Linked DNA regions of Oryctolagus cuniculus: region 2 is linked to region 1. The links are chromatin contacts, called in public Micro-C maps. All regions are on one chromosome and are shown on one strand. Each heading gives the region's core, a stretch centred on a gene start, on an enhancer-like site or on the middle of the called end of the contact. The rest is flanking DNA. Distances are from core to core; before and after follow the strand shown.

The links. A called contact is a pair of places that touch in the nucleus more often than the background predicts.
Region 2: a Micro-C map of ear pinna shows a contact between it and region 1, with 2.8 times the contacts expected there. The contact joins the promoter of NEMP1 here to the promoter of BAZ2A in region 1. A contact is called at or near these places in 2 of 6 Hi-C or Micro-C datasets (ear pinna and an unstated tissue).

What each region holds. Positions count from the first base shown.
Region 1 is chr11:59,379,901-59,386,378 of mOryCun1.1, reverse strand. BAZ2A (bromodomain adjacent to zinc finger domain 2A) reads left to right here and starts at 4,034. Exons shown (of 29, transcript XM_051832805.2): 1 at 4,034-4,235. The coding sequence starts at 4,232. It overlaps ATP5F1B (ATP synthase F1 subunit beta), which reads left to right. Exons shown (of 11, transcript XM_070052401.1): 8 at 46-168; 9 at 648-860; 10 at 1,221-1,422; 11 at 1,937-2,197. The coding sequence ends at 2,034.
Region 2 is chr11:59,710,453-59,716,702 of mOryCun1.1, reverse strand. NEMP1 (nuclear envelope integral membrane protein 1) reads left to right here and starts at 4,252. Exons shown (of 9, transcript XM_008274196.4): 1 at 4,252-4,415. The coding sequence starts at 4,301.

The DNA.
Region 1 (6,478 bases), core at 2,785-5,284:
GGCTAACGGTGGAGGCATTGAACACCTCTTCTTACTCTCCTTCAGGTGTCTGCCTTACTGGGCAGAATCCCTTCTGCTGTGGGCTATCAGCCTACCCTGGCCACTGACATGGGTACCATGCAGGAACGCATCACCACCACCAAGAAGGGATCCATCACTTCCGTACAGGTAAGGAAAATGAAATTGATGCATAAAGGCACTCAGAGTGGGCTTTTAACTGGGGGGAGGGAAGCGGTTCAGGAGTTCCCTGGAGTAGTGTGTAATATACTCTGTGTGCATGTTAACGTCCCTAAAAGATTAAGAAATAATGGTGTTAATATACTATAAACTATCTAAACATTATGTGGCCAGATTCTAAACTTTCGTGATTCGTTGAACTGTTGTAGTACAAGGAGAATTTTGGCTATTTTTTAATTCAAAGTGAGTATCATTAAAGTTAAAATACAGAATGAAGAACAATATAACACAATTCTTTCATCATGGCCTATAAGCTCAGCAGATACAGCGATTGTAAGAAAGCCCCCTGTTCTTAGCATTCAAAAGTTTGCCTCAAAAAGAGTGAGGTGGTGATGAGAGGTCAGAAAAGGGGGTGGCTTCGGTGCAGTGACTTTGGTTACTGCTGTTTATGGGTTCTTGGCTCCCTGTAGGCTATCTACGTGCCTGCTGATGACTTGACCGACCCTGCCCCTGCCACTACCTTCGCCCACTTGGATGCCACCACTGTGCTGTCCCGTGCTATTGCTGAGCTGGGCATCTATCCAGCTGTGGATCCTTTAGACTCCACCTCTCGCATCATGGATCCCAATATCGTGGGCAGTGAGCATTACGACGTTGCCCGTGGAGTGCAAAAGATCCTGCAGGTGAGTGTGTTGCCGTGAGGGATCAGTGGCCATAAGATCCCTTAGGGTATTTGGGGAGTCTGTTAGGACTACATCTGTCCTAGTAACTTGTGATAGACTTTGGAATTGGGAAAGTTGCGACGAGCATTGGAATTGTTAGTGCTAATGAAGATTTGGGTTTCCAGGTACTTAGGCTGAGCTTTGGAATTCACTTTTTTTCCTAACAGCACCAGATTAGCAGTTGGGAGAACTAAACACGGAGGCCAAGGGCCCTTGTGACCTGCGAGTGTGTAACTTCCCCTTTGTTTGCCTTTTCGATTTTTTGTCAGAATTAAAGGAGTATGAATACTTAGACCTTGTTTTCATCCTGTTTTCTCACAGGACTACAAATCCCTCCAGGACATCATTGCCATCCTGGGTATGGATGAACTTTCTGAGGAAGACAAGTTGACTGTGTCCCGTGCACGGAAAATACAGCGTTTCCTGTCCCAGCCATTCCAGGTTGCTGAGGTCTTCACAGGTCATATGGGGAAGCTGGTCCCCTTGAAGGAGACCATTAAAGGATTCCAGCAGATTCTGGCAGGTGAGCTTTTTGACTAGTACAAACCGAACATAAAATGATAGGAAAACTAAAATCTTTTAAGTTACTGTTCCTATTCCAATAGCCATCAATGTGTGATGTGTTCACCTTTCTTTTAATTACAAAAATAAGCTATTTCTCATAAATTTTGTTTGGAAATACTCTACACTGACTTGAGAGTCTGAATGCCTCTCCGAGTCGCTGGCTCCCTTTCGTGCAAATCCAGCACTTGCTGTGTTCAGTGCAAGCTCCCCTCTGCTGTGAGGGGCGCAGCCTCTTCAGGAAGGCCTCATCCTGCTTAATTAACTGCTGGGATGCAGGCAGGAGAATCTGAACTCAGGGTGCTGTAATCCACCCTGCATCATGTTTTCTTGTCCATTTGAGGGTGAGAGAAGTTTGAATAAAGGTTTCTTAGATTATATGAATGCATCACATTCCGACCCATGCTCGGCCTTGAGTGGTGATCAGAAAGTTCATGCCCTCTACTTCTCACAAGTTGGTTTTTTTCCCTGTGTAGGCGAGTATGACCATCTTCCAGAGCAGGCTTTCTACATGGTGGGACCCATTGAAGAAGCTGTGGCAAAAGCTGATAAGCTGGCCGAAGAGCATTCGTGAGGGGTCTTTGGCAAACTGCAAGCACTCACCCCGTGCTGTCCCTCTCCTTCCCTCTCCAAAACGTTTCAGTTTTCTGTGTAGGCCATGCAAGAGCCTTGGTGGAAAACATTATGTTCTGTTTGAAGAATATTTAAGGTTTGCAATAAAATGTAACCCCTCAGAATCTGTCTGATTTTATTGGTTCTACCAACACTTATTTATTTATTTGTAAGAAGAAGAGGCAGAGAGTGAGGTCTTCCATCTACTGGTTCATTCCCCAGTTGGCTGCAATGGCTGGAGCTGCACCAATCTGAAGCCAGGAGCCAGGAACTTTTGGGTCTCCCACATGGGTGCAGGAGCCCAAGGACTTGAGCCATCTTCCACTGCTTTCCTAGGCCACAGCAGAGAGCTGGATCAGAAGTGGAGCAGCCGGGACTCGAACTGGCATCCATATGGGATGCTGGCACTGCAGGCAGCGGCTTTACCTGTGCTGGCCCCAACACTGAAGTTTTTGAGATTTTTAGTGACCACAATCAGTTTTAGCAGAAAGTAGGCTTTGTTTGTTTGAAATGGTGTTCTCAAAAATGAAAAGCCGTTCCCTTGGGTTGATAGTGTAGGTCTTTTGAGAAGATTCCTGTGGGTGGTAGGATCTTAGTAGGGCCTCTCCTTTGGCTGTTTGATTCCATTAGTTCAAAGCAAATGGATATTTTTTCCTCTTAAATATTCTATACTCCATGATTAAACTTTTAAAAGGGCATATTGGGGAAAATGGGTTGGTTTTAGAAATAACTCCTAGAAGATGCAGGGGGTTCATCAGTTAATTTTTGTAGGAAATGATGAAAACTGATTTTTGTTAAGATGGAGTCAGAAGGGCCCCCTCCACCTTGGCTGGGTGGTTAGGCCTTCATTTCTTCAGAGTGCCCCACTTCGGGCAAGCCCGGACTTGCATGTTGGATTCCTTGAGGCTCTGCAAGGGTATAAAGTAGCATGAGGCCTAGTCTGAGCTCTGCTAAGAAAGTTCAGGACAGAGAATCTGTTGCACAGAAGTGGCAGTTTGCAGGGTTGCTGGCTTGCACTGCTGAACTAAATGGAGTTCAATCATTTCCCATTCATTTTCGCCCACTAAGAGGTGTAGAGTGGGAAGATAGCACCATTTCAATTTACAAAATAACGCAAGGTCAGACTTGGTGCCCCTTGTGTTCCGTTCCGGACCCAGACCCGTCCTACTGCCCTCTTGTGGTAGTCGGGACCCGGTCTGCAAGAATTCTGATCTCACCATTTTGAAATCCCTGAGGGCCATTTGCTGGGATGTGATTCTCGGCAAATGACTGTTTACAAACCAGCTGGGGCTTTTGTCCTGAGGAGGAGCCTGTTCCTCCAAGCCCCACCTCCTGGGACCTTCAGTTGGGTAGGAGCTGGGCGGAGACAAGCTGAGCTCCCAATTCAGAGGCCCCTGGGGGCTGAAGGCTGGGGAGGGGCCTTGGGAGAGGCGCCCGGGGTGGAGTAGGGGCCTCTGAGCTTCCTCCCATCTGCCTATGACGTCCTTGGCACCAGTCTCCCCTGTGTCAGGATCTGGACGGAAGGTGGAGCCCCGGAGCTGCTTGTGCCCGGTAGTTTGCTCCCAGAAAAGCTCGACTGGGGGAAATGCTGAGTTATGGGGGTTGGGACACTTCCTCCAAGTCCCGACCTGAGTGGGGAAGATAGTGGGGGGAGGCCCCAGGGTATGGATCAGCCCTTTCCGCTTTGTTTTCCCACACCGCCCAGAGGCAGACCTGGGAACCTAAAGGTTGTTTGCATCCCTCCACCCCTTCGCGTCCTCCAGCATTTGTCTAGAACATTCTCCCTCTCACCCGGCTGCAACCGCTTATTTCCTTCCCTCTTTACCGCACCCTCTCTGTGCACGCCGCTGGAGTGTCAACACAGCCTAACCTCCCTCCATATTTCTCCTGGTCTGCCCTGTCCTCGCCTCCTCCCTCTCTCCACCCAGAGAAAGCCCCGCCCTTCCCTCCTCCCTCCCCACCCGGGTCTGTCACACAGGGACATCACCCTACAGCAGTTCGGGCTGTGTGGCTCGCAGGAAGCATACATTGGCCTTTTGGTTCTTGCTAGTTCCCAGCTCACAGTTTGGGAGGATCCTACAGCAAGCCTCCCAGCAAGAAGGGGGTCCAGCAACAGCGAGGAGCTGGGTGGTCCCAGCCTTGAGCCCTGGCAGCCTGACATGGGTGAGTCTGGGGACCAGCCCCGGGGAAGGCCTGAGGGATGCCTAGCTCCCTCCCTGGCTGACTCAGCAGGGGTGGGGCTTAACCTTTGCTCGTTTGGGGGGTGAAGGAGGGGAAATGAGACTGGGGGGGGGGTACAGGGCTCAGCTGGTGAGGCTGCCGCCTGGGATCCTGAGCATTGGCAGGCTGGAGCTCTTAAGGAACAGTGAGGCTGTACCTTAGGCCTGGGCGCCCCCCACCCCCACCCGCGTGGAGTATGGCCCCTCGCTCCTCCCCATCTGAGCTGCTGGGAGTCCAGTCTATAAAGAGTACTCACTGCTGGCCCCCACAAGAGCAAGCAGTGTTGGAGGGTCTCCACGGTGTCTCCCCTAAGCCTTAGTCTCAGGCCTTTAAATCCCTGGCTTCTCTCTTCCCCCACCCTGACCCACCACCAGGTGGGGGCTGCCCTGAGCAGCTGCTTCCTGTTGCCCGAGGTGGCTGCAAGGGTGGCCATGGTGGGGATACTGAATTAAGAGTAAAGCCGCCCCCAGGGTCCCACAGCAGCCTCCCTGCAGCTCTGCTGATGGCCTCCACGCCACAGTGCCGGCGGCCCTTAGGCAGCGCTAGCATGGAGGCTGAGCTCCCAGGAGGCAGCTGCCCTCGTGGCTTCCTGATTCCACAGCCCCCGCAGCTGTAGGGACGCGGCCCCAGAGGAGCTAGGACGCCGGGAACCTGTTCCCCTAGTAGGGCGCCGTGCGTGACCCCCCGCACGTCAGGCCTGGAGTTCCCTCTCCTGCACTCCAGGGCCTCCTCTGGGCTCCTGCAGCGCGGGCACCGGCTCCCAAGTTCAGGCCCACTGCCGCCCCCCACTTCCCCGTAGAAGTTTCTGCGTCCTCTCGGGATCCGTCCTGTTCCGCCATCTGGGACCTTTCCTGGGTCTGGCCCTAGGAGACGCCTCCCGCTGCCCCCTCCCCGAGCGCTCGTCCGCACCCCAGCGGCTCCTGCCCCTTTAAGCGCCACCTCCCCCGCGCCGCCGCCGCCGCCGGCCCAGGGCTGGGGGAGGAGGCGTCGCCGCCGCCCGGCTCGGCCACCTGCGCCGCCGCCGCCGCCGCCGCCCGCGGCCCGGCTCAGCTCCAGGTGAGGCCCGGCACCCACCTCCGGACCCGGAGCCCCCGGGCGGGCCGCTGCCGCGGTTGCCTGGCCCAGAATTCAGGACTGGACGCTCCCGCTGCGGGAGCTGCCCTTCCTCTTCTCTCCCCCGCACTATCGACTCGGCCGTTTTTTTCCCCTGTCCTCTGCCGCCCGGAATCCGGAGGCTCCTCACGCCCCTCCGCCGTCCTCCCCGGCGACTCCTCCAATTCTGGGCCGTGGGGGGGGGGGGCTCCCTTTCTCGCGCCTTCCTCGCCCAAAAAAAAAAAAAAAAAATCTCCCGCGGGCTGGGCTTCGCCTCCTCCCCTCTGGAACGAGCGCTTTCCCACGCCATCCTAACCCCGATGGGAGGGGGAATAACCGCCACCCCCTCGCCTCTCCTTCCCCGTAGTAAGGGGCGGGGGAGCCGCAGCGATTACAGTCGCCGCGCCGCCCTGCAAGTTCAGCTAAGTCCTAGCTGAAGCCGCTCTGGGGCCCTCACCCCCTCCCAGGGCTCCCAGAGTTTGGGGTCCGACCTCAGCACCGCCTACTGAGCCCAGGTGGGAAGGGCCCTCTTCTAGGGCCGGGGTTGGCGGGTCCAGCCTGGGAACGCCCCTCCCCCAGAATCCCGGAGCTGGGGGGGCGGGGATCTTGTGTTTCAGGATTTAAGGGGCTGTTGGTGGAGAGTGGGGCGCGGGGCTGGGGGAGTGGGGGCCGGGGGCCTGTGGGAGTTGAGTTGGTGGGGAAGGCCAGGGAAGCACCGCTTTCTGTATTCAGATGCAAAGAGAGCCCCCACCCTCAAAGGAAACAGAATTCTCCATTTTCTAGCAGCTTCGAGGAGAAGCCCTTTGGGAAGTTTGGAAACCGGGCTGGATCTGAGGTGGTCCATTCCGACCTGGAGGGGAGAAGGGGAGGCCACCATTCCCCCAAAGTATGTCGTGGGGAGCTATTCTGCTTTGACCTGTGGGGGGGAGGGGTTGGAGAGGTTATAGGGTTGAGAGCCGGCTCCTTCCTCGCCTTCCTCGCGCCTGTCCGTCAGCGTGACCCATTCTGCCATGGCCGGGAAAGGAGGTCTTTGAGGACTGCCCATTTCCACTGGGAGTCCTCCCTCCCTGATCCAGCTGGGCCCCAGCTCTGTG
Region 2 (6,250 bases), core at 3,003-5,502, 330 kb before region 1:
TGAAAACCAGAATCTTCCTTGTGTGATACTCGACAGCAAACCCTGACCTGACTGGGACTGATTCTGTGGCAGAGAGCCTGACCTAAACCTCTATGAGGCTATGGTTTTCATTTATCCCTCTTTGATTTATCCTAGTGTGACCACTCACCTGCACCCACGCAGCAGTCCTGGTGTTGGATCACTGCGTGGTGCCCACGTACCATTGCCTTGTGTAATTGTACATGCACCATGTTATCTTTCTGAAATCCAGAAAATTCTCAAACACGTTTACCCCCCACATTTCCCAGCCTGTTTTCTTGTTAGCTTTGGAATGAGTTTTTTTTTAGCCTATTTGCATAAACAGATCCACCTGCAGATAATGAATATTCATTGCAGTATGTGCTGTAGACTCTGAAGGTGATTCTCAAAGTGTTTTGAGCAGTGTCCTCTGTTTTAAAAAGGCTAACAACTTCTTGAATGACTATGTCATGCCGAAGTGGACAACCAATCTCATTTACACATTTTAAGAGTCAGTGATTTTCTGGAATCACTTCGCAAAACTAATTAGTTCCCCTGTTTTCGCCTTAATCCAAACCAAAGAGCAAACTGAATGTTGAGAATGAGACTTGGTAGAAAAAAATGGAGAGTGTGTGTATGTGTGTTTATATATGTAGAAAAAATGAAGAGACTGGATATGTGTTTATTAAATATGTGTATATATATTAAATACACACATATAATATACATACATTTTAAAGAGTCCATTTAAATGTGTGTTATGAAAAAAATATGATTTCCGGGCCAGTGCCATGGCGCACCAGGTTAATCCTCCGTCTGCGGCGCCAGCATCCCATATGGGCACCGGTTCTAGTCCTGGTTGCTCCTCTTCCAGTCCAGCTCTCTGCTATGGCCTGGGAAAGCAGTAGAAAATGGCCCAGGCGCTTGGGCCCTTGCACCCGAAGGGGAGACCCGGAGGAAGCTCCTGGCTCCTGGCTTCAGGTCGGCCCAGCTACGGACGTTGCGACCACTTGGGGAGTGAACCAACGGAAGGAAGAACTTTCTGTCTCTCTCTCTCTCTCTTTGCTGTCTGTAACTCTGCCTGTCAAATAAATAAATAAACATCTTTAAAAAAAGAAAGGAAAAACTGACTCCAAGGTATTTTTGCACCGCAATAATCTTAAATAATATCTTAAAATTTCTTTAATTTTATATTTATTTTTATTTTATTTGAAAAGCAGAGAGAGACAGAAGGAGCTCTCCCATCTGCTGTTTCACTTCTTAAATGCCCACAGTTGCTGGGGCTAGGCCAGGCCGAAGCCAGGATCTCAAAACTCAGTTCAGTTCTCCCACTTGGGTGAGACTCAAATACTTCAGCTGTTGCCTGTTCTCTCCCAAGGTTCACATCAGCAGGAAGCTGGAAGCAGAGCTGGGACTAGAACTCAAGGACTCTGATAGGAGATGTGGGTGTCTCATGTGCCATCTTAATTGCTGGGCCAAATGCCCACCCCTAAAACATTTTTAACTGGGGCCGGTCCTGTAGCGCACTGGGTTAATCCTCCGCCTGTGGCGCCAGCATTCCATGTGGGCGCCGGTTGTAGTCCCAGCTGTTCCTCTTCCAATCCAGCTTCTGCTATAAAGCAGTAGAAGACGGCCCAAATCCTTGGACTCCTGCACCCACGTGGGAGACCCGGAAGAAGCACCTGGCTCCTGGCTTTGGATCAGTGCAGCTCCAGCCGTTTTGGCTATTTGGGGAGTGAACCAATGGAAAAAGGAAGACCTTTCTCTCTGTCTCTCTCTCTCTCACTGTCCACTCTGCCTGTCAAAAAAAAAAAAAAAAAAAAAAGAAGAAGAAGAAGCCAGGAGCTTCTTCCAGGTCTCCCTCGCAGGTGCAGGGGCCCAAGGGCTTAGGCCATCTTCTACTGCTTTCCCAGGCCATAGCAGAGAGCTGGATCAGAAGTGGAGCATCTGGGACTTGAACCGGCGCCAGATGGAATGTCCGCACTGCAGGTGGTGGGCCCCGTGCATTCCTTTCATTTCCACTGTGCCTCGTGTCACTTTGGCTCCTCCTACTGCGTAACACAGGCTAATTTCTACCTTACTGCCTAACAGACCCAGGTCTCCCACATGGACGGTAGGAACCTAACTCAGCTATTACTGCTGCCTGCCGGGCTTCACAGCAGGAAGCTGGAATCGCTAGGTCAAATGCCTGCTCCCGAATTCATTTTCCCACAAACTCTGAAGTAACATTATACATGTATACAAGTAGACTTTATTTTTAAAACACAACTTTAGATTTACAAAAAGATTGAAAATATATTACTCGGAGAGTTCTCATATACCCCACATCTGGTTCTCTCCTTGTTCATCTCACGTTACTATGGCACATTTGCCACCATCAACGAGCCGTTATTAATACATTATTATTTTTTTTTGACAGGCAGAGTGGACAGTGAGAGAGAGAGAGACAAAGAGAAAGGTCTTCCTTTGCCGTTGGTTCACCCTCCAATGGCCACCACGGCTGGCGCGCTGCAGCAGGCGCGCTGTGGCCGGCGCACCACGCTGATCCACAGCCAGGAGCCAGGTGTTTCTCCTGGTCTCCCATGGGGTGCAGGGCCCAAGCACTTGGGCCATCCTCCACTGCACTCCTGGGCCACAGCAGAGAGCTGGCCTGGAAGAGGGGCAACCGGGACAGAATCCGGTGCCCCAACCGGGACTAGAACCCAGGGTGCCGGCGTGGCAGGCGGAGGATTAGCCTAGTGAGCCGCGGCGCCGGCCATTATTACATTATTTTTAAGTAGAGTCTGCAATTTGTTCAGATTTCCTGTGTGTGTGTGTGTGTTTTAACTCGTGTTGTTTTAGGATCCTCCCACAGTGCTGCTTAGTGTCCCTAGGCTCCTGTTGTCTGCCTCAGTTCTCAGACTTCTCTTGTTTTGATAAGCTTGATACTGTTGAGAAGTACTGGTCAGGCATTTTGTAGGACCCTCTGGTTTAATCTGGCTACCATTTCCTTGTGAGGTGAGTGGTCTTCTAGGCCTTGGAGGAAGGAAACCACAGAGGTAAAAAGCCATTTTCATCACATGGTATCAACGGTGCCTATAGTAACAAGAGGATTGTTGGGCTCCAGGTCAGCTGAGGATGTGTGAGACATAGGATGACTCTTGCAGCACAGCCGGCCTAGGCTTTTTATTTATTTATTTTTTTGTGGGGTGAAGATGAATTTTCTTACCCCTAGTTCAGTCCCGTTTTGACTTTAGAAATTCCTTGTTTTGAAAGCTTGGACCGCCACCAGAAGCCACCCCATTCCCTGGATTTCTCCTCAGCTCCTCAACTTGGCTCCATCATCTGTAGGCTTCCTATTCGCCACCATCAAAGCCCCTAGAAACAAATCAAGCAAAAAAAATCCCACTTCAATTCCTGCTAATAGTTACTGAACACCTGTTATGTGCCAGGCCCCCAGCAAAGCCCTCTCTGTGTTAAATCTTTAAGGAGAAGCAGCGTGATGTCCAGAAAAGGCTCAGGCTTTGGGGTAAGAGCTGGGTTGGAGCCACAGCTCAGACCAGCGCTGTAATCGTAGGCAGCTTCCTTTGCTTGCCTCAGCCTTGTCTGGCTCCTTATAATGGAGGTAATTATATTCATCTCATAGACACTGCGAGGAATAAAGAAACCTTTCCTTAATCCCCGCAGGTATTTTGTTTCCAAAAATAGAAACCCCTCTAGTTCCATTTTTAAAGGCTAATGTTTATGCCTATAAAACACTGACACACAATTTCTTGATGACTTCTGTTTTAAATCATTTAGGACTTTGGAGGACCACACTTTGGACAATCATCTCACTCTTAAAAATTGTGATGTCAGGACCCGATTCATAAAGAGATCTCAGTTACAGGCTTCCTGTAACAAAAAAGGTCGTGGTAAAAAGAAAAGAAGGAACTTGAGATAGTTTCGATGCCTGTATCAAGTTTGGCCCAGGGGACCTAGGTTTTCTATTGGTTAACCTCCCCGTCAATCGCACTAGTTGTAAATAAACTGGAGACGGAAGCATGTTGTTTAGAGGCGGGATCTTCCTGTCGCCATTGTTAGGGCGGGATGAAGCCCCGTTTTCTAATAGGCTGAAAGCTGCTTCTCCCGCCCTCCGCGGCCAGTTGCTAAGGGGCGGGACTCCTCAGGTCCTGGGAGAGTTGAATGCTGGCAGTCTCGTCCATTCGATTGGCCGGCAGGGGCGGATCTTGTAGCTGATTGGCTACTGGCTCTGCCGATTCGGGGTTAGTTGCCGGGGAGAGGCACGTGAGAAGGAGGCGGCTTGAGGCGCTCGGCGGGAGGAATGAAAGTGGCGGTCGCGCTGGCAGTTGGTCCCGGGTTCTGGGACTGGAGGGCTAGGGGCGGTGGGGCACTGCTGCTGCTCTTGGTCCTCTCCTGCTGCTTGGCCAGCGACTCAGGTACCACCCGGGCAGCAGCTGCCTAAGGGGCGGGTGCCGAGGGGGCTATTTTTGGAAAAGTGGGGAATCTCCGAATGATGCGGGCGGTTCTCTGTTCAGGGGCGGCGGCTCGGTTCTGGGCCGCGGGACTGGTGCCGAAAGAGATGCTTGTCAGCGAGTCAGGGCTGAGGGGCCCGGGCCCTGGGGCGGCGTCGGGGCTCTCCTCAGGGCGGGGAGGAGCCGGGTGCCTTTCGGCGGAGACCGGAAGGGAGGCCTGCGCTGGAGGCGATGCGGTTCTCGGGGCATCGGCGTGCCGCGGAGGCTTCCGCGAGTTTCTGTGGTGCAAGGAAGGAGTAGCAAGCAGCATTGGGGCCAGGCGGAGCTCCTCATTCATTCCGCCGAGGAGCCGGCACCTCAGCGTGTGCTCCGCCGGGCGCGGCGGCTGGCTGACGTCTCCCCAGACCCTCGCCCCGGCCAGGCTTGTAGACCGGGTCTGGAGCCCTTGCATCCCAGTTTTCGGGAAAAGCTAGCAGTGCCATTCTGCATCGAAGGTACTCGTGGCTGGATCCACTTACGCAGTCATCCGGGCGAACGCCGTTGGGTTCCTGCCTTTCCCGCTGCAGTCCTGAGGATTTACACTGTGTTAGTGAAACACCTCCTTCTAGATTCACAACAGAAAGAGAAGCGAGGTTCCCAAGCTTCCGCTGGAGGGAGTTTGAAACCCAGGAGAATAATCTTATCTCGTGAACACACGTGCCTGTGTCACACTGTCACTTAGGCTTATCTTTAGCTGCAGCGTTAAGGTGTCCGGTCCCATCCATAGAGCCGGCTCCGAAACGCAGTGGCTTTATGAAAATAGTTGTGGGGTGGGGGCGTCGGTAATAAGGACGGTGCAGGTGCGGAGGCAGGGCCCGCAGCAACACTGGAAGGGCTATCTTATTATCGGAGTGGACTTCTAAAATGGGCCTGTAGGTCGTGGGGGCTGAGACGAGAGAACACACGCGGAAATACCGCTAGGAAAGCCAGCACTGCAGCGGCTGAGCGGGGAGAGGAGTTCAGGCGGTGGTGGTTCGGTGTGGCCTGATCGGCCACTACACGTCACAGGGAACACCGGGTACCCCTTACTTCTCGTTGGAAGCTTTTGAAAAACGTGATTAAGGAAGGAATGCATGTTTGCTTCAGACCGGTTGGCAAGTGTGAGTCCAGTTAGGTGTAAAGGAGTAAGCTGCAGCCTCACGGGGCTGTGCAGAGGGCTTCCATAGAGTGTGCGCTCTTGTCTTTTCCCTGCGCGTTTTTAGTTGAAGATTTTGGAGAGGAATGGGTATATTTCCAACGTGTCAGTAATGTGGTTCTCTTCCCTGCAGGCCACCACTCGCTGCCAGAGATCCCTTTCCCACTTCATTTTTGCAGCAAAGGCGTGTAAAGTTCTTCGCAGTCGTGTTTTACTTGTTTGATAGTCCGTTGAATGGATGGAGCATTATGTATATAATATTTCTGGATTAGATAGTTGGTGAGATAATTGTGGTGTATCTAAGTTTTCATTGTGTGGATAACCACAATTTGTATGCATTTTTGTATCCTTAAAAATTCTAAAAATCCGGAGTAGGTACACCAGCTTTCACTGCTGTCAGAGTTAGTGCCCCATTTGCTTTGCAGTGTTGGATGCTGACTTTTTGTTTATCTGATAGACTGAATAGGATCTTTTCTTTTACTTTGCAGATCTTGTGTGATTAGTGAGAGTGAGCATTTTTAAGTTATTAGTTATCATAATTCTCCATATAGGCTTACGTTTGGGGTGTGTATGTCTTTTTTCTTGGTCTCTTTATGATTATTTATTGGGATTTTTGTAGACTTTC